Linked DNA regions of Mus musculus: region 1 is linked to region 2. A link is a contact called in public promoter capture Hi-C data. All regions are on one chromosome and are shown on one strand. The core of a region is the stretch at or near the end of the contact, and the rest is flanking DNA. Distances in the headings are between cores, read along the strand shown.

Region 1 (5,735 bases), core at 2,693-5,192, 100 kb before region 2:
TAAGGCCAGACTGGGCAACAAAGCAAGACTGTCTTAAATGAAAAAACAGAATAACTGAAACACAACAGATCTCTGATAATAAACTAACAGTGTCCTTTCTATACACTAGAAATTTCTATTTCTTCTAAGTGCATGTATATAGGGAGAGCAGCAGTTTTATAATATCATTCCCAAAATGATAATTAAAAGTATATTAAAGTGCTAAGCAAATTATAACTTGATAACTTTATATATTTCAATAACCCCTTTTTAAGTGCTAGCGATAAAACCATTATCTCTATACATTGTAGGTAAGTACTCAAAGAACTGAGCTATTTTCCCAGTGGATCAATACACAACCATAAACAAAACCTGGCATTCTCCTATGTATTAGGAGAATAAAGGCTCATTCTTTAATAGTCTCACTGTACTAGGCATGTGGCTGAGTAGAAGAGTACCTGCCTAGCATATACTGGGACCCGTGTTTAATTTTTGGTATTAACACGTTTTAAAATTTGATTTCATTCGTGAGTGTGTGTAGATATAAGCATGCCTCAGTGTATATATGGAAATCAGAGGTGAACTTTCAGGAGTTGGTTTTCTCTTTTTGCCATTGGATTCTAGGGCTCTAATTTAGGTTTATAAGGCAAGTGCTTTTATCCACAGAAACATTTTGCAGATCTAGACATTTGTTTTTTATTTTTACTAAGGAAATACCCATTTCTGTGTACACAAGGAAGAACACTATCCGATCAGCTCATCTGATGTAGTTTTACACACAGACAATAAGAACAAGAGGAGCTAACCTAAGCTCCCTGCATAGCTCCCCATAGAAGAATACCAACCTAGACTGGGAGAGTATCTCAGGACTGTTTCCAAAGTCATCAGTGAAAACAATATAACAAAACAAAGGGTGGTAACAGAGAGATGACCTAAAAGTAGACTTAAGTCTTACCTATGTCAATCAGCACTTTAGTAAAAATCTTTCTTTCTTTTTCTTTAAAGAATTATTTATTTAATGCATATGACTACACTGTAGATGTGTGTGTGTGTGTGTATATATATATACATACACACATATACATACACACCAAAAGAGGGTACTACATTACCAAACAAAACTATTAACAGCTTTATTCAATAATGTATTTCATGAAAAGTTTTATATGGTTTCTTTGTATTTAGAATTTTAGCAAATCAATAGTTTATGTTACTTTAAGATAAAAGGTTGAAACCAGGCTTTGGTGGCACATGCCCTTAAGCCCAGCCCTAGGGAGGCAGATGTAGGCAGATCTCTGAGTTTGGGGTCAGTCTGGTTCACACAGAGAATTTCAGAGTAGCTAGGGCTACAAAGCAAAACCCTGCCTTGAATAAACAAAACAAAACAAAAGATGGTAGGTTGATAGCCAAGTTATTCTCTTAAAATTACTCCAGCCAGGCATGGTGGTGACTTCCAGTACAAGGCAAACAGATCTTTGTGAGTTCAAGGTCAGTTTGATCTCATAGACCCAGCTAACTTTGAACTCACAGAGATTCCTGCCTCTGTTTCTAGGTTATGAGCCACGATGTGGTTGCTGGGAACTGAACTCAGTACTCTTGGAAGAGCAGTCAGTGCTCTTAAGCATTGAGCCATCTCTCCAGTTCCATCTTTGTTTCTTACAGCCGTACATGAATAAGAACAAATGGAGAGATCTGGGATCAGGGTCTACTCACGGAGCAGAAGTAAGATGATTATGCACACTCCGGCTTTCCTTAAAAAGCATTCTGGAAACATTAAAAGACAACATTATTTTTACAGTAACATGGTATTGCTTCACTTTCTGTTTTTGCTTTACATAACCTCTCAGACTAGAGGCGTGCACCACCATGTAGAGTGACTGCATTTCTTAAGATTGGTTTTTACTATACAGCCCAAGCTGGAACTCTCTCCTAGGCTGGCTTCAAACCTGCAAGCCCTCTGTATCATTCTCACTAGTTCTGTTACTAGTGTGTGCCACCATAGCAAGCTCTGCTCTAAATCCAGCATGGAGTTTCCCTCTATGCATTAAAAGCCCCTCAAATTTATAACCATCATCCCACAAACTTTTTTCCTATTACTAAACTCAGAGCAAAAACAGGAAAAGAAATTGATTTAAAAACAAAATAGAATCTTTATACTTATTTCTATTTCCATAAAACATGTTTTGTTAAGTGGTGATAATCTACTACTACTACTACTACTACTACTACTACTACTACTACTACACACACACACACACACACACACACACACACACACACACGCACGCGCGAGCATACATGTAGTTGTTTACTGAAATGGGGATCTCTCAATGTAGCCCTGGTCTATAATACTATATATTAATAGAATGTTGAACATGTAAGTTCTTACTTTAAATAATTTTTTGAGATTATACCCCTCCGTTCCCTTTCCTCCATCCAAATCTTCCCATGTACCGCCCCCCCCAAAATGTAATTTCTTAGCAAAATCAATGTAGTGTATTTTTGTGCAAATCTATATTTAATAAAATTGACAACAAGACAAAACCATCGAAATCCCAGCAAAGCACATGTCTTACCTTGCCTGCATCCAGCCCTTAGGCCACAGTGGCTTCACCTCCGTCTCCATGAAGGATTTAAGATAATCCTCAGCAGACTGGCTTTTATTTGGCTCTAATTCATAGCATCCCAATTTGATCTCAACAAGGTTACATAACAAAGTTCTAAATAGATTAAAAAAATATATATTGATACAGAAATCTGAATTGTGAAACTAAAGAAAATAAAACTCAAAACAGGTATTTTTGAAGCACACACATCTGGTGACAATAAAGAATTCAGACAATGATAAGAGAAATAATAAACATTAACCATTCATTGCACACAGTCACACCCCTACCAGTAAACAATGGCCTCTAGTACCTTTCTTTAAGTAATGACTGAAAGGAATAGTTGTTTTCCTGGGGTACAGCAAGCAGTTCACACAAGTATATTTATTACATGCTTGTCCTCTGCAACTAGAATGGCTCCACTCCCCTCAAGAGCTGACTGAATGTGTTATATAGAAACTGAGCCCTAACACCCTGAAGTGACTGCATCAGATTAATATCCATGAGTTTGTTTTCTTACACACTAACTAGTCTTTGACTGCTTCCAGTCTAGTCCCCTTGTGCTGTGGATTCTTCTCACTCTACCCTTGTCTAAGTGACAACTGACAGAGCTCACCTGATGGTGTCATCCCAGTGGAATTTCTTTCGTGGGCCGATGACTCGCTTCCCTGGTTTCTCATCGTCATCATCATCGGATCCATTTTTTTCCCGTTCTTCATCTGCTTGCAACCTGAAAATTGAAAAACACTTTATAAAGCAAAGTTTTCACCCAGAGTTCACAATACTTAGAGTTGTTCAGCCAAATGTTTACTCAAAACAGAACAAACAAGAAACTATTTCTACACAATATGGTGAATTCTGAACAGCATAAAGTGGCTGAGTAAACAAGCCTCTGACCTACAATACGGAGGTACAAATGCTCATCCTTTAGGTCAAAAGCTATCTCTGTCTAGCCCCAGCTTAGTCAGATTAGTCAGCATGTAATGCCTAACCAGTATCAGTGCCTGAGATAGCATTTCAGTATGAAGTGCAGGCTAGTCTGGAACCTGAATCACCCTGCTGAAACTTCCTAATTGCTATTACAAGCATGTCCCATCACGCTTGGCTGGGTTCTTGTTTTGTTAATATGGATATTAACCAGATAAAGCCCTGTGCTTCTGACAGCAAAGCAGTTGAGTGGGGAGTGACAATTAGGAAAAAAAATCAACACATCATTTCAGTGACATACATGGTTTCACAAGGGTGAGGACTACTTAAGAACATGAGCTAAAGTGTTTTTTGTAAAGCCAGCTCAAAGGAGAGGTACATACTTGGCACATTTGGCTTGACTGCGAGCCTGGCAGTCCTCCTGGTATTTAAACAGCTGTTCAGGCATGACGTTGCTAACTGCCAGCTTCAGCTTCTGTAGAGGTTCTCTTAAACGATCATCCTAGGAAGGGGATACATTTGGAACTTTTACAAACATCCTAACAAAACTTACTGTATAAGCAGACTTCAATAGTAAAATCACATTTCACATACTGATTAGAGACCTGAAAAGATTATCTAACACAGCTATTTTCTCCAACAGCACTGATTTGTCAAAAGGCACATTGGGCAGTGGTGGGGCACGCCTTTAATCCCAGCACTTGGGAGGCAGAGGCAGACAGATTTCTGAGTTCGAGGTGAGCCTGGTATACAGAGTGAGTTCCAGGACAGCCAGGGCTACACAGAGAAACCCTGTCTCAAAAAACCAAAAAGGCACATTGGAGGCAAAACTAGGATGATTGTATCTCACCAAGCAGAGTCCCAGTTTTTGCCTGCTACTTTACATTCTTAATCATGAGCCCAAGGCTTGGTCAATAAGTTTTACAAATTAATTGTAATGCAAATAAACTAGAGAATGGGAGAGACATTGCCCAGACTACTGTTTAACTCCTAGCTAGAAGAGAGACCCAAAGAAGACACTACTCTGAAATACTACACTACAAAACTGGTGACTACCGATGTGGACATCCTGCTGTCCCAGCTGCTGTTAGCATTTTTAAGTTATGCTGCAAGCAAAACTCAAATTCAAGGCCAAATGAAAGAAACAGAAACTCTTCTCCATATGGGTTTAGCACAGAAAGAAAGAATTTTATATCTGACACCTTACATCAGCCAATAGCATTTTCATCTTGCAAATAACATATACTTAGTGCTTAAAACCTTTATTATTGTCATAGGCCCAGAAATATCTTAAATGTTTCTTCACTGATTTTCTTTGCTTTTTTATAATGAGGACTGAACTCAGAGACTCAGGCATACTAAGTAAGTGAATCTTTACCTCTGAGTTGCACCCCAAGTCCTAAAACAACAAAACATTATAATTTTTGATAAAAGATATATTTAGAACATGAAAATGACTAGAAATCATGTTAACTATTCTATGATATCAATTAATAAACTAAGCATATAATGGTATCTGGAATAATATATCATTTTTTAAAAAAATCTCATCCTTTACTATCAAGGTTTCTTGAAGAATTATATAACTAAGACAACCTCTCTGGAAAATATCAAATATCCATAAACAGAAAACAGAAGCTAAATGAGATCTATTAATATAATAGAGAAGTTTATACACATCAGTAGCAATAGTTTTAGATGTAGACTTACAACTGAAGCATAGCACAGTGCTAGAAAGCAAGTTACAGAAAACAAGTTGTTTCTATTTATATGAAGCTCGAACAATGTAAAGCTTGCAATACAATGTTTATGGATAGAAGTGGTATGAAAAAGCTTATATAAATAGCAACAAGAACAAGATAGATGGTGTCTTTTTCCCATATCCAATGGAATATTAAATAACTTCAAATACCAAATTTCAAATGTTTCTCTGAAAATATTTTGTTTGTGTTTTTTGTTTCTTTTTCTTGCTGTTTTTATGATGGGGTTTTACTATGTAGCTCTGGTTGTCCTGAAAGTCATTATGTAGAATAGGTTGACCTCTTCCTCCAGAATGCTGGTATGTGAATGCAGCATTAAAGCTGGTGCTGGTGGTACCACTACAGCTGGCCAGAATATTTTATAATCTGGGGCTGAGGATGTAGGTCAGATTGAAGGTCTGCCTAACATGCATTAAGCCGTAGTTTTGATTCTTAGAAAAGCATAAAACCAGGTGAGGTGAGG
Region 2 (5,646 bases), core at 631-3,130:
CTTCTTACATGTATGTTTCACTGAGAAACATGCATAAAGCTAATCAAACAAGTATTATGGACGGTTTCAGAGTTACATGACCATAGATTCACATTAATGTGGCCGGTGGAAAAATGTGATACAATAGATTACAGCACAGGATAACTGGACCTGGCTGTCAGAACTCTTTGTCCCTTGGTGCACCCTGCACTCTTCTGTACCGAGTGCTTTCCACAAGCAGTTTCTCAAAGTTCAGCCTCCCAGGACAACTTTAGGTCAGAAGGATTTCTCAGACTACTTACCCAAAATGCAGCTTCCTATGCATCACTGCAGAGCTAGTGAATTCAAATTGGTAAAGCAATCGCCTAGAAACAGAAACAGCTAACTATCCTTGGTATTTCCAATGCATATTAAAAAGTGAGATTTGGGCTGGAGAGATGGCTCAGCAGTTAAGAGCACTGACTGCTCTTCCGAAGGTCCTGAGTTCAAATCCCAGCAACCACATGGTGGCTCACAACCATCTGTAACAAGATCTGGTGCCCTCTTCTGGAGTGTCTGAAGACAGCTACAGTGTACTTTCATTAAATAAATAAATAAATAAATAAATCTTTAAAAAAGTGAGATTTGCACCTAGCATTGGTTTAAAAAAATGACCCTGACATACAGAGTTGAAATGTTTTATGGGTTTACAATAGTTTTAAATTGTAAATAGTAAAAATCACTTATTTTTTTTAACCAAAATGTAAATAGGAAGAAGTTACAAATCACTCAGGATTTATGGTAAATAATGTGTGAATTGACACTGTTAAATGTAATACTGTATTCACCATTTGTGGAACTAAAAATTAATAATTTTATGTGTACAAGTGTTTTGTCTTCATGTATGTCTACATACCATATGTTTTGTTGAAGGAAGCCAGAAGGCCTTGAATCTCCTAACATTTAGTTACTAATGGCTGTGAGCAGGCACGTGAGTACTGGGAATTAAGGTCCTCTGGAAAAGCAGCCGATACTTTTAAATGTCGAGCCATCTCTCCAGTCCAAAATGTTTTGTATTTCATCAGGTTTATAGTTAACTTGGAATCTGGAATATGCATCTGGCTATGTTTGTTTGGATTACCCATAATGTACCCACCCGTCCCAATAGCATAGTAACCAGCATTCAACCCACCATCCACCAGACTGAGAAGTAAACCTTCTTTGGACATTACCTCCAATAGGGTAATGGCGCCAGTGAAATCTCTCTGCGAAAGTAGATCCTCTAGTTTTGGAATCTTCCTCCCTTTCTTCTTTCTTTTGTCAGTGTGCGGTGACTCCCCGCCCACAGCGGGTTTGGCCCTTGAAAGCATCTGTAAAACAAATAGCAAAGACTGTTCTATCAAAAGTCATTTTTAAACTGAGGGTAACAGCTCTCAGTCAGATCTACCCTTACCATCAGACCCTAGGAAGTCTATTCAGATTCTTTTTTTATTGTGCATTTTAGTAAAAGGACCATTACCTACTACTGAAGGGGAACCGAATAGCTACTTCCAACAACTTTATCCATAAGAGACAAACAAACACTCACGCAGCTTCTACTACCTAGGTCTTCCAAGATTCTTTTTTCCAGTTCACAGTCTAGTATCGGGAAATGAAGAAGCAGGAGGGAAGAGAGCATCGAGGTACATAGATTTCTTCGCATCCCTCCCTATTCCCGGTGGAAACACTGGAGGGATAAAGGGATCGCCCTCTAGAGACGCACCTAGATTCTATCCAACAGTGCGTTGAGAACTCTAAACCCAGGTACAAACCTATTCAAAATCCCCCACCCTTACTATTCAGAGCCACTAACCATCTTGGCGTCGGTCCTGTGAGCCCCCGCTGCAGATAGTCTGCAAAGGCTGTGCTTCGGCGAGTTGCCACATCCACACAGCGAGCTCCGTTTCCACGGCAACGCCGCCGGGAGGCTGGTCCTTCTGAGAAAGGGCTCGTCCCAAAACCAATGTCCTAAGCTTCTTGGTTCCGTGTGTTTCCGCAGCTGGAAGAGTAGGTGCTTCTCTCAAGGGAGTTAATCCTTGTTGTTTGTGCTGAGGATGAAAATGGGGCTGTGTCTCTACTTAGGAAAGCAGTTTAAGAAAAGGCGATTTAGAAGTACTATTACAACTAGGAAGTATATTTCAAAAGCAAGTTTCTTGGGAAGGTAATTTTCAAGGACCACTTCCGTTTTGCCTGGGGTGAGGACGACAACAGCTCCGCTTGTCTCGTACATTGTCTCTGTTTTCTGCTCGTTTCTGCTGGTACCTGCTGAAGCAAAGGATAGTTTGGAGGCAGAAGTGATACCAAAATATTTCCTCGAGACAATGTTAATCCCAAAGATGGGAGGAGAAAGACCACCACCCCAAATCATCATGACCAAATTAATTAAAGCAAGCTTTTTTATTCGTGTACACGGACTGCTTCTCTCTAAGGCCAGTTTGGAGAGATCAGCATTGGATGTGAGGAAGACAAGGTTTTTATAGATCATGGGGGTTGCGGGGGTGAAATGGGGAAAATAGGAGGGAGAGGTGTTATAAGAGCAGAATATAACAATAACAAGTTAGTCCTAACTACCTCCTGAAACAGTCATGGTTGCAAGGTGGGCATAACAACAGATAGCCATAACAAGGTAGTTATAAAACCTTTTGAAACAAAGGTAGAGTTGCAAGATGGTTCTAAACAACTTTTAGAAACAATGTCATGATTTGGCATTCTTGGAACGGTCAGTACAGAACCATTTGTAGTTAAGGCTATAGGCGAGGCATAGCTCAATCTGAGAAACAAAAATTTAATCATAAGCAGGAATGAACCTAGTTTGTTTTTACTATAAGGTGACTTCTGTTTGTTTTGTTTTTGCTTTGCTTTGCTTTTTGTTTTATTTTTCAAGATAGGATTTCCCTGTGTAACAGCTCTGGCTATCCTGGAACTCTCTTTGTAGATCAGGCTGGCTGGAACCCACAGAGATCTGCCTGACTCTGCCTCCCAAGTGCTCATGTTAAAGGCATGTGCCACCACACCCAGCTATAAATGGGCTTTTAAAGTCTAGGATGGAAGCAGGCTGGTTCTTCAACACACCTATACACAATTAGAAACTATAAAAATGTGTGTACAATTAAAGCAAGAATGGAGTATTTACTCCAGAGCAGCGTTAATTTAGTTGCAATATATACATATATATATACACATACATATATATATATACACACATACACACACACACATATATATATATATATTTTTTTTTTTTTGCTTTGTTTTTCGAGACAGGGTTTCTCTGTATAGCCCTGGCTATCTTGGAACTCACTTTGTAGACCAGGCTGGCCTCGAACTCAGAAATCTGTCTGCCTCTGCCTCCCGAGTGCTGGGATTAAAGGCGTGCGCCACCATGCCCGGCTGCAAAAAATATTTTCAAATGATGGAATTGTGGAATGTTGGAGCTAGAAGAGACCTTAGAGGGCATGCATGCAGTCAAACTTTCAGAGCAGATCCACTAAAGGCCTAAAATCTTAACAACTTGTACTTATATATACTATAAATGTATGAAAAGCGTTGCATAGACTTCTCCAGCCTTTGCATCTCTTCTCACATTTGCAATCTGTTGGTGAGTGAATGACTTTTGTCTTTATATATACACGCTTGTATATACACAAATTGGTATGCAGAGGCAAATATATCCACTTTAGAGAGGCACAATTCAACAAGCACTCCACTCCACTTAAAATTCCTTTGTTTCCAAATCTCAGAAATGGTCCTACTTTCAATAAAAATTTCAAAAAGATTTATTTTAGCTACTTTTTGTGGTGTGATATAGATGACAGATCCTTTAGTTGAAATAGTCAAATAATTACAAAATAATCTTTTAAAAGTACAACTCAGTAGACTTTAGTGTACCCTTTACCAGTCTTAAATCCCAAATCATCCCAGGAAGAAACCTTACAATGGTGCTGGAGAGATGGCTCTGTCATTAAAAGCACTGGCTGCTCTTCCAGAGATTCTGAGGTCAATTCGCAGCAACTATACAGTAGCTCACAACCATCTATAATGTAATCTGATGCCCTATTCTGATATGCAGGGTACATGCAGGTAAAGCACTCATATACATAAATAAATCTTTCTTTTAAAAATCAAAGAAGGGCTGGCGAGATGGCTCAGTGGTTAAGAGCACCGACTGCTCTCCCGAAGGTCCCGAGTTCAAATCCCAGCAACCACATGGTGGCTCACAACCATCCGTAATGAAATCCGATGCCCTCTTCTGGAGTATCTGAGGACAGCTACAGTGTACTTATATATAATAAATAAATAAATCTTAAAAAAAAAAAAAGAAAATCACTAAAGTAGAATGATCTTATAAAAAAAAAAAAAATCAAAGAAACCCTACAATGCACAGCAGAATTCATCATTTTGCATCCTCTAGCCTCTGTCAACCACGCATCTGTTTTCTGTCCCTGTTTATTTGACTATGCTGAACATTTCATAGAAATAAAACCATACAAAGAAGAACCATGTTTCAGATCTCCAAATACTGAAAAATTCAAAATCAACCCAGCAAAATTATTAGCTAAAATGTTTTATCATGCTTCTTATCCCCTCCCTTCCCGCCTTTTCTCCACGTCTCCACGTGGCCATGGTCGGCCCTCATCTACCTTCTCTCTTTCTCTCTGCCTTTCTACATTAAAGTTCTTTAAAAAAAGTTTTATCATTCTACCTGACAAATACAACAAAATGTAAAAGTTTGGGCCCCAATTTAGAAATATTGGAATTCTTTGGTGGGTGTGGCAGAGCACAAAGATCTAACCCCAATTCTCAGCCTTTAACCCTTCTCACCCCAAACTGTAACCTGCTCTAAAAGGGCTTTGTGCATCACTGTGAACCCTCGAGGGACCAACAAATTCAAGCTCTAGGCACCCATTTATCCTAGACTTTGTTAGACTCTCACCCTTTAGGGTTTTTCAGACCCAGTGCAGAGCCCTACTCAAGCATGCAGACTAGACAATGGATGGGTAGAGATTCAGTATTCTAAGCATCATGGTATAAAGGAAGGAGTACAAGAACTCAGCCCTGTAGAGTCTAAGGAGTTTTGCAAACAGTGACAGTAGAACCCAAAGCAGAGGCTTCCCTTACTATGGTCTAAAGTCCGTGTTACTGATAGCACTCTATGCCACCCTGTTGAATTTACTAAATCAGCTGAAATGATCCCTGATTTCCTAAAGGTTGTGGTATTCCTTTAAGTCTCTGCATCCTTGCAGAGGCTGTTTGAGACATGTTGTAATTATAATGGACAGAAGATGGCCCTAAATGTACTGGAGAAGTTATTTTAAACAACAACAGCTCTAAGGAGCCCACCTGGTGTTATAAAACGTGACAACATCAGCACAGGAAAGCTTTTACTGGGGTGAAAGACAAAGTTAGGGCTTGCAGCTTTATTATGGTTGGGAGAAAACTGTAGTCTCTAAGGAGCTGTGATAACGTTGCCCAAAACCATTGCAGTATCCAGTTAAAGCCAGTACGAGTATATCTGTAAGATGTAATCTGCATCCCATGAAATCAGACTTTGATTGTTTAAATGGTAATCTAAATTGTTTCTGCAAGGCGGTATTCTCTCTTTTTTCTAGATTATATATATATATATATATATATATATATATATATATA

What was found. Promoter capture Hi-C pulls out the DNA fragments that hold promoters and counts their contacts.
Region 1: a contact with region 2 is called in a promoter capture Hi-C map of embryonic stem cells, with 2.7 times the contacts expected there. The contact joins the enhancer-like site here to the promoter of Ttc26 in region 2. A contact is called at or near these places in 11 of 39 promoter capture datasets (the 3T3-L1 cell line, 3T3-L1-derived adipocytes, the C10 cell line and 7 more), 1 of 15 datasets of contacts at CTCF or cohesin (CD8 T cells), 5 of 484 Hi-C or Micro-C datasets (the G1E-ER4 cell line, embryonic fibroblasts, embryonic stem cells and 2 more), 3 of 115 datasets of contacts at active chromatin or transcription factors (embryonic stem cells and large pre-B cells) and 3 of 9 other capture datasets (adipose tissue, liver and pancreatic islet).

The regions. Positions count from the first base shown.
Region 1 is chr6:38,480,083-38,485,817 of GRCm38.p6, reverse strand. Ubn2 (ubinuclein 2) reads right to left here. Exons shown (of 17, transcript NM_177185.4): 9 at 3,896-4,014; 10 at 3,202-3,315; 11 at 2,556-2,699; 12 at 1,693-1,743. Among named protein-coding and RNA genes, the nearest start is that of Mir7670, 24 kb to the left of the region's middle. Within about 2 kb of position 3,942, at least 38 of the 459 cell types and tissues checked have an H3K27ac peak or open chromatin away from gene starts, as enhancers often do. A contact at or near this core is called in embryonic stem cells, liver and pancreatic islet, where this site is marked.
Region 2 is chr6:38,377,758-38,383,403 of GRCm38.p6, reverse strand. Ttc26 (tetratricopeptide repeat domain 26) reads right to left here and starts at 1,880. Exons shown (of 18, transcript NM_153600.2): 1 at 1,811-1,880; 2 at 1,191-1,328. The coding sequence starts at 1,813.